2 separate regions of the Rattus norvegicus genome follow, and region 1 is linked to region 2. The links are chromatin contacts, called in public Hi-C maps. All regions are on one chromosome and are shown on one strand. The core of a region is the stretch at or near the end of the contact, and the rest is flanking DNA. Distances in the headings are between cores, read along the strand shown. Region 1 holds the start of Col14a1 (collagen type XIV alpha 1 chain). Region 2 has its middle 41 kb from the start of Col14a1.

Evidence for each region. Hi-C and Micro-C count contacts between places; a contact is called where the count stands out from the background.
Region 1: a contact with region 2 is called in a Hi-C map of Schwann cells, with 1.7 times the contacts expected there. The contact joins the promoter of Col14a1 here to the enhancer-like site in region 2.

What each region holds. Positions count from the first base shown.
Region 1 is chr7:88,609,402-88,616,162 of GRCr8, reverse strand. It overlaps Col14a1 (collagen type XIV alpha 1 chain), which reads right to left and starts at 4,335. Exons shown (of 48, transcript NM_001130548.2): 1 at 4,097-4,335.
Region 2 is chr7:88,566,602-88,574,297 of GRCr8, reverse strand. It overlaps a transcript of Deptor not described here. Among named protein-coding and RNA genes, the nearest start is that of Col14a1, 41 kb to the left of the region's middle. Within about 2 kb of position 3,242, at least 8 of the 93 cell types and tissues checked have an H3K27ac peak or open chromatin away from gene starts, as enhancers often do. A contact at or near this core is called in Schwann cells, where this site is marked.

The DNA of each region.
Region 1 (6,761 bases), core at 3,086-5,585, 41 kb before region 2:
ACTTTTGTTAACCAGATTCTGAAGTCAGCTTGGACCTCAGAAGTCCCTAGATCCCCCTGCCTCCCACCTTCTCCCTGCTTCAGCCACCAGAGAACACAGCCTCGGCTTACACCATCCCCCCGGTTATTCACACATGCCCCTGCTGCCCCACCCCAGCAGAGAAACTGGTGGATAAAGTGTCCAAAAGGACACTTAATAATCTCCCTGTCACTTGCTAGATTTGTGACCCTAGGGGAGGTACTGTGTTTCCCTGGAGTTCAGTGGCTTTATACCTAGAAGGGAAATTGTATTTGTGTTCCAAATGGGAACACAAATGGGAAGATTGTGTGGTTTTTTTAACAGAGAAAGGAATAAATACTCAGAATGTGCCAAGACTTCTGTTACAGTTTGGGTTATAAATGTCACCCAAAGACCGACCCTCTGGGACATGGTAGAAAACATGAAGGGGTCCACAGAAAACCCAGGGAGCCCCCTTTCCCCTCCTCTAATTTCTATCCCTTGTACACAATGTAAATGATTTTGCTCCCCTACTTGCTTCAAGTTGATGTACTGCCCCATCAGAGTGTAACAGGCCCAGAGCCTCAGAGCCAAACCGTCATCCTGGATAAGGCCTCCTCAACTGTGAGCCAAGTACATCTTTTCTCATAATTATTTCAAGTATTTTTATTTTAGTGACAGAAATCTGAGTAATACAGCTTCTAACAAACACACATAACACACACACACACACACACACACACACACACACACCACAGTGGGAGAGGGGAGGGAGGGAGACAGAGAGAGAGAGAGAGAGAGAGAGAGAGAGAGAGAGAGAGAGAGAGAGAGAGAGATATCTCCAGGAGAACAGGAAGCAGTCTACACTCAAAGCTTAGTGTACAGAAGAGTCACCGGACCCTTGCCACTCTTCATATGCTTATAAGGGCTAAAGGAGAATGCATACATCCTTGACATCTTGACATCCATCACTATCAGGAACATATTTTCTGAGACAAAAGTCATCGTTGGTTGCTTCCCTTTAAAGCTTCCTGTCTCCTCCATTGCCAGTCCCTCCCAGCAATCATCTAGTGTCTCCTGCACCAGTGCCACCATCCCAGATAAAGTGTTAGCTCAGCTGTGCTCAAACAGCACAGCCCCAGCATGCAGCGATTCAAGGAGACTTAGAGAAATTGTCAGTTATACTGTGAGGGCCAGGAAAATGGCGGTCATTTGGCTGAGTTTGGTGGAGAGTGACTGCAAAGCTGAGCTCACATCTCTGTGGAGGATGTTGGCTACTGCCAGGCCAAAAGAAAAGGAAAAGGAAAAGGATCCTTGTGTTCTAGTGGGGGACAGTAGGACATAAGATCTAAAGGGAATGTGCCCTGTGGGGTCTTCCTAGCAGGTTAGGGGCTTCCCGGACTTCCTCTTCAGTCTCTCTAGTTTGCTCAGTCTATCCTGCAGGCCAGCCCTGGAAGGTTCTGAAAAGCATGGAAGGCTAGAGACTTCTCTGAAATCTTCAGCTGCACTGTGAGCATGCCAGGACCAGGGCCAAAAAGCTCCTCCCATCCATCCCGAACTCTGGGAGCCATCCAAAACTACTCCAGGAACACTGACAGGTTCCAAGGAATCCTGCCCAGAGAATTAATTATTAAGAGGCCTCACTAGGGTGGCTCCTGTCCTGTCGAACGGACCTGTTGGAGCTCAGGGCTGCAATGGAGGTTCAGGATTATCCTCGTTCGGGGATCCTCAGGCAGAAGGAGGAGGTGCCCAGTACTTATATAAAGATTCCCTACGTACCATGGGTAAAAGCTAAAAGTACCTTAGTAGATGAAAAAAATCAATCACAAAGGGTTTATGCAGTATAATTCCATTTATATGAAATCCACCAAGACTCCCAGAAAAAAATGGGGAGCTACTATCCAGAGGTGTAGGTTTTCCTTTTGGAAATACTAAAAATGTTCAATTTCTTTTCAGAATTTTTAAAAACTATGTTTATTTGGTATGGTGTGATGCGGGGTGTGTGTGTGTGTGTGTGTGTGTGTGTGTGTGTGTGTGTGTGTGTGTACGCACGCACAGATGTTCATGGAGACTAGAAGAGGCTGTCAGCTCCCCTGGAGCTGGAATCACAGGTGTTTATGAGCTGCCAGATGTCCCTGCTTCAAGCCAAACTCAGACCCTCTTTAGAAGAGCAGTGGGTGCTCTTAACCACTAAGCCATGTCTCCAGGGACCTAAAATAATTCTGAATTTGAGATGTGGACTGCACATTTTAAATATACTAAAAGCCCTTGAATTATACACTCTAAATGTGTGGATTGTATCCTGTGTGAAATGATTATCGAGTAAACTGTTTATAACACAGAACCAGGCGTGGTGGTCTATGCCTGTGATACTAGCACTTAGGGAACTGAGGAATGATGATCCTAGAATTCCTTGCCACCTGGGGCTACGTGATGAATTCTAGACCAGTTACAACCTGTCACAGCAAAATAAATAACAAAACAAACAAACAAAAACCCACCAAAGAAGCTAATTGGAAAATCTGGCATTGGGTCCAGGTTCCACACCCCCCACCCCGTGTTATTCTCTCAGCTTCAAAGCTAAACTTCATCTGTCCATCCATTCACCCATCCACCCACCCCCATCTCTAGTGTAACAGTGAGGTTACCCAAGCTCCCCAGGGCAGCCACCCTGAGCCTGCTTGCTACTTCACCCTGTAAAGAAGATCCCTTTGGCCATTGGTAGAAGCTGAGGCCAGGACCTCCAGAAACTGAGGATTGAGAAATCTCATTTTCCTTTCTCCTAACTATGGTGTCACAGAGGGCTTACTCTGATTTCTCTTCCTACTGTTCCTACTCCACTTCAACAGTAGCTACCAGCAGAGAACTCTCCAAGGCTTCCAGCAGAGTCAAAGCCAGGCAGTGGCGCACACGCCTGTAATCCTGCACTTGGGAGGTAGAGACAGGATTTGGAATGTGAGCTCAAGGTCTTCCTCCACTGTGAGGAGAACTTTTAGAGCAGCCTGAGCTACGCGTATAACCCTGCCCAAATAAATAGATCTTTCTTTCTTGGAACTCCAAGCAGGTCTAGAAGCCATTTTCTGGCAGTGGGGAGGTGGGGGAGGGGGTATGGGGGGGCATTCATACCACTGTAAGGACTGCACGAAAGCATCTTCAGAGGTGCTCTTCAGGGCAAGTTGAAAGCTCTCCTGGACCTAGGCTAAGCAAATCTGAGTTCTCCAGCACAAGACTAGCTACCCACTGAGCATCCAAGAACTTAGCACCAAGTTTACTTAATAACTTCAAACCTTGACCGGTAACTAAGGCTATTCGAAAAAATCATGGACTGGACTCCTCTTGACAGAGGAGCCTAACCAACCCTTCCTCCTGCCTGTGCACACTATCTGATAAAGCCCAACTTCTGCAGATGCCTCGGATGACCAGAAGCTGAATGCAAGAAGACTTAAAGAGGAGTTCGCAAAAACTAAAGGGAAAAAATTAAGTGAAGAAGTTTCCTGCAATAGCTGCAACACTAGGAGCTTGTTATCATTCTACTGTCTATGAGTTCTCCCTGGCTGCCCCCCTTTCCGTGTAGTCTGATCCACAGCTGCCCCCATATGCAGCAATAGTACAATGAATGCTTGGGTGAGTTGTCTCCAAGGACTTAGTCTCCCAATCCACTGCCAAATAGAATCTAAACCACGTTGCGCTCTGTGCGTACATGGTGCTTTCCAAACACCTCTCCAACCCTTTACCAATTGAACTTGCTGGAACCACGACTACAGAGCTGCCAAATGCAGCTAATTCCTGCTGGGCGCCCAAAGCATACAGACATCATGGAACGGAGAGGTCCCAGAGAGATCGGAGGGCTCCTTCGCTGTCCGCACACCAGTTGGTCACTTGGCGCCTGCAATCTCTCTGCCCTGTGGTCCCCTGTGCTCCCCAGACAAGCATCTATCTCCGAGTTCACCCCTGAGGTCCCCGGCCATCCCGCAGACACATGTGCAGTGGATGGTCCGGGGAATCGCATCTGTATGCAGGTGGCTCTCTCTGAGGTTCTTTCTCTACTTAGAGACTATGCAAAGCGGAGCTGGAAAACAGTAGGGAAAGACGAACTGACCTGTGCAGGGCAACGTTCCAGCCCAGGTTGGGGACCTCTTGGCGCCTAGGGAAGATTATCCGCCGGTTGGTTCTTAGCGGACCACTGCTCTGGCTCGCTCCCTTCAGAGTACCCTCTCTTAATTAGCTTCTCTTTCCTGTGGTTCACTCTGTCCTCTCCTTGTCCCTCTCCCGCCGCCCCCTGCCCTACAGAGCTTCCTTCCCCTCGCCTCTCACCCAGCATCAGATAAGAGGAAAGAAAACGCAGCGCGAGCCAATTATAAAGCCAAAGGTGGCGGTGGGGGCGGGAAGTGGGGAGTCAGACCCCCACTTTCCCTCCTCCTCCTCTCCAGCATCCCCGCCCAGCTCCGGTTGCAGAGGAGCCCGCCCCACGCCTCCCAAGTTCAGCCCAAGGACTGGCAGCGGACCCAGGTGCGCGTGGCAGCCGGGAGCAGAACGCAGTAGACAAGTCCCCAAGTCCCCGGATCCCCGCACTAAATAGCGCCCTCTCCCCCCAGATCACTTTGGGAGATCTCCAGCACTGGCGGTTTCGTCCCAGGCTCCATCCCCAAAGATGAGCTTTGCCTTCCCACAGTGGGTCCCCTCTCCCTAGCTCTTCAAGTCCTAGGGACCAGCACAGTAAAGTCGCCACAGCTAGACTTTTATATCAAAGGGAATCAACTGGAAGAATATTAAATTGGAGGGTTTTCTTGGTCGTAGAAACAAACTATGGACAGTTTTATGCGGTTAGACCTGTAGATTTCCTTTCCCCATGATCAGAGATTGACCCATCCGCAGTAAAACTCTTGGGTCCCTGGTCCCTGCAGGCCACGCCCTTTGAGAAGTCCCGCTCTGGGACAAGAGATGCACAAAGCCCTTGGTGGCTGGGAACTGGGCCTGCGTTCTTGCCCTCTGGGCTCTTTTTAAATGGCCATCTTCCCATTTTGTATCAAGTTAGCAATAACCCAGGCATCCAGTGTCACACTAGAAGTTGTTATTGGCTCAAATGGAGAGCAAGAGTTGCATACACAACGACCATTTAGCAAGACCCTACTTTGTGAGAAAAGAGCAAAATGAGTGGTTTCATCACTTCCAAGAGCAGGCGGTAAGAGGCACTTTTATATGTTCCCGAATCTGCCTCCAAATGCCCTTTTGAGAGCACAGGAGGGATGCTTGACACCTTTCAAGGTGTTTCCCCAGACCTTCTAACTGGCTTCCTTCAAATTTATGTACTCTTGGCCTCTCGCCCAGGATCTGAACTTCACCTTGGAGTAAAAAGTACAGCTATAGCCTCCTCCTCCCTGTGAACCCGGGTCGGGATCAGCCTTGGCTTCAACAACGCCGCAGGGAGAGAGGGCTGCTGCGTGAAGATCCTTCTGTGTTTTCCTTAATAAGCGCTATTCGCCCCTGTAGATCAACGCAGAAGCAAAGAGCCGACAGGCGGGACTGCCGGGGTGAGGGCGCCACCTGCCGTCTACGTCGGGTTGGGAAACTGAAAACAGACCTTTCTGACAAGTAGGAGCCTGAATTCAAGAAGTGAGTATTTGTTCCTTGGGAAGGATTATATATATATATATGTATATATATATATATATGTATGTATGTATGTATGTATGTATGTATGTATATGTACATATACATATGTATATATATGTATATATATACATACACATACATATACATATACATATGTATGTATGTATATATACACATATATATGTGTATGTATGTATATATTTATCCTTCCCAAGTATGTATGTATGTGTATATATATATATATATATATATATATATATATACTGGAAAACAGTAGGGAAAGACGAACTCACATACACATATTATATATATATATATATATATATATATATATATATATATATATATATGTGTGTATCCCAAATGTCTATTATTATCCCCTTTTAATAATGTATCAGAGTGTGATTGACCACTGTAAACATCTTTCTAAATCCCTTGGGGGAGGTAGTTAGGAGTTAGCATAGGGTTCTAGGTAAGATATGGGAGAGGTAGTGCATAATTTAATTATGAAACACATTTAATTATGAAGACTCTCTGATAATCATAAAATAAGAAATTCATGTATAAACAGGTTTTTTATTGGACGTTTAGAGGGGGCTGACAGGAGGATTCCTGGGGCTCACTGGCCAGACACTCTAGCCTTATTATTGAACTCCAAGTCTCAAAAACTAAAATGGAGAATTAACCCAACGTTAACCTCTGACCTACACAGGAATGTGCGCGTGCTTGCTAACACACACACACACACACACACACACACACACACACACACACACACCACGCACACACACTTTCATGGTTTTTATTATGAAATGTCATATTTTTTATTGTAAGTAGCCTTTCCTTCATGTCTTTAACTTTTGGATTCTGTTTGTTCCTTTGGGGTTTTGTTGGTTTTGACTTTTTGAGATAAAATATTAATCAGCAGCCCATTCTGGCAACGAACCTGCTACAATTGTTCATCATGCAAGGACTGGAATTACAGAATAGTACCAATAGGGTAGGCTTTAACAGACTTTAACATTTGAATGATTGCATATTCCTTCCCATTGAGATCATTAACTTGAGATTAACTTCAAGTTAATGCTGAAACATAAGGGCTGTTTTCAATCAGCGTTGTGGTTGTGAGTGGATTTCCAGCTCTTCCAAAT
Region 2 (7,696 bases), core at 1,993-4,492:
TGAGTGTTTCAAGACAGAATTTCCCCCTGGAACCTGGACCCACTGACTGGCCAGTGGACCCATAGGATCCCTAGCATGTCTCTATGTCCCTAGCATCTGCCACCAGACTCAGCATTTTTATTTTTTATTTTTTGAGTAGGTAGGTGTTTATCCATCACATAAAGCAAAAATGGAGGGTCTTAGGAGTAGAGACAGGAAGATTGTTGCTCTCTGAAAGAATCATTAAAACATCTTTGTTTTCCTTTTTGTTGTTATTAAACTTTTATTTTCAGAAAATGACAAAGCAAAAGTTTTTACATGTTAAAAAGATATGTTGAGTTTTTTCATTGAGTAATTTACATCCCAACGGAAGCTTCCCCTCCCTCCTCTTCTCCCAGACCCTTCTTCCCCTCCCCTCATCTCATCCCTCCCTTTCTTCTCAGAGAAGTGGAGACCTCCCATGGATATCCACCCCCTTGGCACATCAAGTTGCAGTAGGAGGAGGTGAATCTTCTTCTATTGTGGCTAAACAAGGCAGCTCAGGTTTCAGAAATGGGTCCAGGGCTGGAGAGATGGCTCAGTGGTTAAGAGCACTGACTGCTCTTCCAGAGTTCAAATCCCAGCAATCACATGGTGGCTCACAACCATCTGTAATGAGATCTGATGTCCTCTTCTGGTATGTCTGAAGACAGCTACAGTGTTCTTATATATAATAAATAAACCTTTAAAATAAATGGGGGGGGTCAAAGTCAGGCAACAGAGTCAGAGACAGCCTCTGCTCCTGCTGATAGAGGTCCCATGTGAGGACCAGGTTGTACATCAGCTATATATGTGTGAGGGGCCTAGGCCAATCCTATGCATGCTCTCTGGTTGGTGGTTCAGTCTCTGTGAGCCCCTATGGCCCAGGTTAGTTGATTCTGTAGGTTATCTTGTGTTGTCCTTGACCTCTCTGGCTCATTTCATCTTTCTTCCCCTTCTTCCATGGGATTCCCTGAACTCCACCTAATGTTTGGCTGCGGGTCTCTTCATCTGTTTCCATCAACTGTTGAGTGAAGCCTCTCAGATGACAGTCATGGTAGGCTCCTGTCTGCAAACATAGCAGGATATCATTAATAGTATCAGGGATTAGTTCTTGACAATGGGATGGGTCTCAAGTTGAATTAACCATTGGTTGGCCGTTCCCTCAATTTCTGCTCCACCTTTATCTCTATACATCTTGTAAGCAGGAAAAATTGTGGGTCAAAGGTTTTGTGACTGGGTTGGTGTCTCTATCCCTGCATTGGAAGTCTTGCCTGAATGTAGGAAGTTGCCATTTTAGGTTCCATATCTCCCATTGCTAGGAGTCTCAGCTAGGGTCACCCTCATAGATTCCTGGGGGTTTCCATTGTCCTGCATTTCTAGATCAGATGATCACAGAGATTTACCTCTTATCCCCTTACACACACTGGTTCCAGTTCTCTCTTCCTCTGTTTTCTCCACACTTGTTCTCTCCCTCCTATTCTCTTCCCCACCCCCTCTTCCACGAAGTTCCATTCCTCCATCTATACTGCCTCCAGCCCCGTGTCTATTTTATTTCCCCTTCTCAATGAGATTCAAGCATCCTTCCTTGGGTCCTTGTTATTTAGCTTCTTTGGGTTTGTGGATTGTAGCATATTTATTTATCTTGCTAATACCACTTATATGTGAATACATACCATTTTTGTCTTTCTGTGTCTGGCTAATATCACTCAAGATGATCTTTTCTAGATCCATCCATTTGCCTGCAAATTTCCTGATGCCATTCTTTTTAGTAACTGAATAATATTCCATGTTGTAAATTATCACATTTTCTCTATCCATTCTTTGGTTGAAGGACACCTAGGTTGTTTCTAGTTTCTGGCTATCATGAATAAAGTTGTTATGAACATAGTTGAGCGAGTGTCTTTGTGAGATGATGGAGAATCTTTTGGATGTATGTCCAGGAGTGGTATAGCTGGGTCTTGCAGTAGAACTATTTCTAATTTTCTGAGAAATGGTCAAATTGATTTCCAAAGTGGTTGTACAAGTTTGAGCTCCCACCAGCAATGGAGGAGTGTTCCCTTGCTCCACATCCTCGCCAGCATGAGCTGTCATTTGCACACTCAGTGTTTTCCATAGGAATCGAACTCAGGTCCTCATGCTTGTGTGACAAGAACGTAACCATCTGAGCCTTCTCCTCAGCCCTCACCTGATATTTTTATAGATAGCTTTGTATATGCAATTTCTACTCATACACCATTTGCCAGAAGTGAATCTCGTTCACCTACCTCTGTTGTTGTAAAAATATAAAAATAAAAAAGTATAGTTGTCTTTTACCCCACTAGGTCCGCACCGCGGTGCCCAAGGTATCTGCTAGATATCTTGGCAGAAACACATCCCAACTCTGCGGTGGCCCAGTGTCTCTTGCCGCCACACATTTTCCTACACTCAAACCATCACATAAAAGAACACACAACAATGCTTCCTTTCCCTGGAAAGCATTTTCCACTGGTCTAAACTGCACAGTTTGACTGCATGTCCAGGTCAGGTTGATGCCCAGCATGGGGGTCCCGCCTCTCTCCACAGTCTCACCTCTGCACCGCTTTCTGCTGCCTAGGTGCTGCCCTTTGCCCTAATTCCTGCCTCAATTCCCTTATGAGTTCTCCTCCAGCCTCTGCACAGGCCATCTACAGCGAAGCTTCCTTCCGTTACACATCTGCACTCCTGGCCTCATATTTATGCTTGTCCTGTTACTCCCAGTCACCCAGATGATGGATGCTGAAGAGGCTGCCGGGAGCTGATAAGGAACCATAACAGATTTTGACTGAGAATGGGGAAGGAAAGGCTAAGAAAGGGGTAAAGTCAGTTGGTGGCCAACGACAACAAGAGGCAGAGAGGAGAAGGAAATAGTCTTGCCTTCTAATTTCCAGTCTGCATAAATTTGTTTTCAAAGGAAAAGTGCATAATTGACTGAACTTAATCTGGAGTAGAGACATGTGGATAAATGCCTCACCAAGTTCTCTCCACCATTGTGATAGGGACTCTTGATCCAGCTTTTCCACATGTCTTCTAGTAAAACTTTGAGACTCCAGTGACGCCTGGCCAAGAAATAGCACCATAGTTCTAATTCCCCAGTGGATTTGGGTGTAAACTGGTAATGTGGGCAGTGGATGTCACCTTAGGAGAACTCATGTAGGATTCATGCCACTATGGCATGACTGCATTGACTCAAGGTCAGGGAGTGAGTAGTCCACCATAATGAGCTGGGAATGTTGACACTGTCTCCACAGAAAGCCATGCTTACTTGGAATCTTGTTCTGTTTTTCATTTACTCACTACAAGGGAGCTGGATCAGTAAAACATAGAACCCTTTCCGAGAAAGAAAAGAAGAAATGTCTCACCGAAAGGCACTTATTGAAAGAGAAGCTGTGGGAGTCTGTTTTCATCTTGCAGTAAGATTCCCTGGGGCTGTCAGGGTTAGGAGCAAGAGAAGACTCCGGCAGGCAGATGAGGGACAGTCTCTGTTCATGCAAGCTGTGGCCTCTGCTCTTACAGAACCCTCCCATTGTCTGACCCCAGAAAGCTTGCTGGACAAAGCAATGTGTGCTTTGTTTCTGGACTTACTTGCTTTCATTTTAAGAAGTTTACATCATCCCGAGTCACTCATGGCAGAGCTGATGTGCACAGAGAAATTTCCAGAGAGTGAGAAGAACACTTTAGCACATGGCTGAAGCTGACTGACAATGTATACATTCTGTGACCCTGTCATAAAGTCACAACTGGCGTCAGGGAATCCTCGTAACAGCTGTATTCATTGTATTTAGCTGAGCACATTAGTGTGCCAAGACACTGAGGGTTTCTAAAAATCAAAGACTTCTTTCATAGTCTCTTTTTTCTTTCTTTTTTGTTTCCCTTCTTTTCTTTCTTGAGACAGTGTCTATGTAGCCCTAGAACTTGCCATGAAGACCAGGCTGCCCTTGAATTCACAGTGATCCATCAGCCTCTACCTCCTCAGTGCTATAATTAGAGGCCTGTGCTATCACACCTGCAACTTTTTTTCTTGATACAACTTTGCCATATTCCATAACAGCAGGAATAATAAAGTAAAGGGGTTCAGGAGGCCATCAGCACATTTTATCTAAATGAAAGCCAAGGCATTCTCCTTTGTGACTTCGATTTTATGCACAAAAAGTAAGATCAACTCAAGAACCAAGAATTTATCAGGAATTAAAAGGACAGTGGCCACTCTCCCAGCCAGCCTAAATGAAGTGTCTTCTTGCCAGATGTTGTGGGCGTCCTTTAGCTTTTCTCTTGAAGGGATGAATTCAGTTAAGAGACAGACCATTTAACCAGAAGTTTATTTAACAAGGTAGCTGTTTAATTAGTAAAGACGAGGAGTGCAAGGCAGAGTGTGGTGGCACAAAGCCTTTAGTCCCAGGTCTCTGAAGGTAGAGGCAGGTGGATTTCTGTGAGTTCGAGGCCAGCCTGGTCGACATAGTAAGTTCAGGACAGCCAAGGCCCTGCCTCAAAACCAAACAAAAATCAAAGATAAGCAGAACACTCTTAATTAAGATGGGTTGGAGTGCGCTGTGTCTAGGTGGGGAACAGCCTAGTGTACTTTACATGGTCGATTTTAAGTAGTTGTCAAGAATATTTATGAGGCGAGTGTTGGTGCATCCAGATTCTTTAGGCCCTTAGTAAAAAGAAACTCTGTAGGGAAGCCTGGCCCCTAGCTCTGCAACCCGAAACTAGAGGGAGATCCACTGTTCAGGGTCAAAACAACTAGAATTATAGCCTCACTTTAGTCAGCCCTGTCCTTTCTCTTATCCGGTCAGTTTGGTAACCTTCTTTAGTCACCTTCCTTGTCATTGTCAACCTCTCTCCTATGTTTTAACATGGGCATTAGCTGTTAACAGAACAGTTGTACCTGGTTGGGGCGGGGGGGGGGGGGCAGGGGTGTCACAAAGCAGGTAGAGATGAAGACAGGAGAAGGTTGAGTTGAAGGATCACTGAGAGAAGCATTAGGTTTCTTTGGACCACACATACAAGGTAAAAACAACACTGATGTGCATACACCCTCAGCAAATGTAGCTGCTGCTGCGGCTGCTGCTGCTTTCCATGGAAAAGGCTCTAGCAGCCTAAGGATTTGCCTCTGTTTCTATTCTGGTTCACCAACCAAACGTCTGGTTTAAACAAATCGCTTTGCCCTTTACCTCTGTATTTTTGTTATGAGGTCACTTGATTTTTCTCTGACCACCAAGGTCCCTGTTGCACCACCAGATGTCAGCCTGACCTTGCTGGTGCCTTCAGAAGGCTCTGGGGAAATTAGAGATACACATGCCTGCCTCCAGGAATGACTAAAATGGGGTCTCACAGAGGAGAAGCCAGAAGCAGCATCAGCAAAACCTCCAACGCTGAGGAGTGCTCCAAACTTGGAGAACTTTTTTATAAACACATACTTTTATTGAACAAACCTCTATCATGCGGCCACTGTGAGCTGGGATTTAATGATTTCATTGATTCATTTCCTAAACTGAAGCTCTGTAAGGAAGCTAGCAAAAAATAAACATGTTCTAAAGAGACACTTAGGTCTCTCAATGTGTCAATTAGACTATTAAAACAATGGACCCCCCCTCCCCAAGAAATGGAAAACATTCTAGGAATCTCATGCTGGGAAAAGGAAACATCTCCAGGGTAGCCAGACAGGTGAACCTGTCTCCCCCAAAGATTTCCCACAATTCTAATAGCTTGTCAGAGCACCTTACAGGCTGACACTGAAGCCCAGACAATGCTGGGTAGGCAGGGCCATGCCTCAACTGTGACTGGTTAGTGTGCCTAGCATTGGCTCTCTAATTCTAATCTCATCTCCTGAGGGAGAGCTGCACTGGATCTCTCTGCTTTCTCTTTGCTTGAAGAAATCTTTCTTTTCTGCTTCTACTATTAACTCCACTATTTCCGTTGGCTAATTGAGGAAGGTGACTGAGCAAGCTGTGACTTCTAAGTTCAAGGTTGCCCTGTGGGGGAAGGGGAGTTTCTTTCCTTTTTTTTTTTTTTTTTTTTTTTTGGTTTCCCACCCAGGACAAAGGACTGAGGTGTATATTTTACATATCAAAGCAGACCTGGCCTCCCAGTTTTCCCAGCATCCCTCAGTCCCTATCTGGCATACCCTGCCCCCAAACTCGAACTTTTCAGCCCAGGTGCTGGGCTGCCCTTTTCCTAGAAAATCCGGACATTTTTTTGCTCTCTCCCCCTCCCCCTCTCCCTCCCCTCTCCCCCTCCCCTCCCCCTCCCCCTCTCCCTCTCACTCCCTCTTTTGCTCTCACTCCCTCTTTTGCTCTCACTCTCTCTTGCTCTCACTCTCTCTGTATCTTCTCTTTCTCTTTCCCCTCTCCTCTTCCCTACTCATGGCAACTTCCCTGGCCTCCTCCTTCGGGGGCAGTGAACCTACCTGCCCGAGATCAGCTTCCTAGTAAACCTGCATTTAATATCACCTAATCTGGCTTGAATTGGCTCTTTTCACTGCCGGGGTAATAATTTATCACCACCCATAATGATAAGCACTTAATAGCATCGCTGCCACAAAGTATCCAGGTAGCAAGAGGATCAGGTTTTCTGTAGGATCAGGTGAAATGTATCCATGGAAAGTAAGAAAGTTAGCTGCTCCCAGAACAGTAACTACAAAGCAAACTGACCAACGTTACTATACTTCTTGTTTTGAGGATTCCACTCTATGAAGCATAGAACAAGACTATAAGAGGATTCCCCCGATTAGAAGAACAGACCCCAGCAACTCACTTCACAGGAGAGGACATTGGTGGCGTGGTCCCTAACTGCAAAGGCACAGAACGCAGGAGTGTTGGGATGGAACTAAATAGTGGCATCCTGTCTAGCATGGGTGAAACCCTATGTTCAATCAGCAGGAGGGCATGATAGTTGAGGAGGAGGAGCCTGGAGCAGAAACAGGAGCACTAAATCAGCAGCTTTGACAAGTAGGTGAGTAGTGAAACATCTCTATAACCCCAACAGACAGGATGCTGAGGCAGGAGAGATTTGAGTTTATAAACAGTGCAGGATACACAGTAAGACCCTGTCTCTAAAACCTAAGTTAAAACGTGGCTTGTTCTCCACAAACAAGCCTTATTCTAGATTTTTCTTCCCCATTAAGTGCATGTCATGACCTTGTGCTCTTGGCCCTTGCCCATAAACTGAGAATTTTATGAGTACCTATCATGGAATTCTTATAAATCTTCCATAGAGGACATTTAGCAAAGCAGCTGGCATATATTTAGAGTGTGATAAATAGTATATATTATTTTATGTGCACGTGTGTGCTTGAGGCCTTGTGCAAACTGAACAAGTTTTCTACCACTGAAGTATATCCACTGCCCCAATATTTCCTATTACTGCTCAGTCCTTCTCTTTCTTTTCTCTTTATTGACAGAGTCTGGCTATGTATCCCAGACTGCTCTCAAATTCCTGATCCTCCTACCTCAGCTTCCTGATAGCTAGGTGGATATCACTACGCTTGGTGTCTATAGGCTGATAGGTTATTTCTCCATGGGTGAAATGAGCCAATTCAAACCAGATTAAATTATAAAGATTTATTTATTTATTACATATAAGTACACTGTAGCTGTCTTCATGCACACCAGAAGAGGGCATCAGGTCCCATTACAGATGGTTGTGAGCCACCATGTGGATGCTGGGATTTGAACTCAGG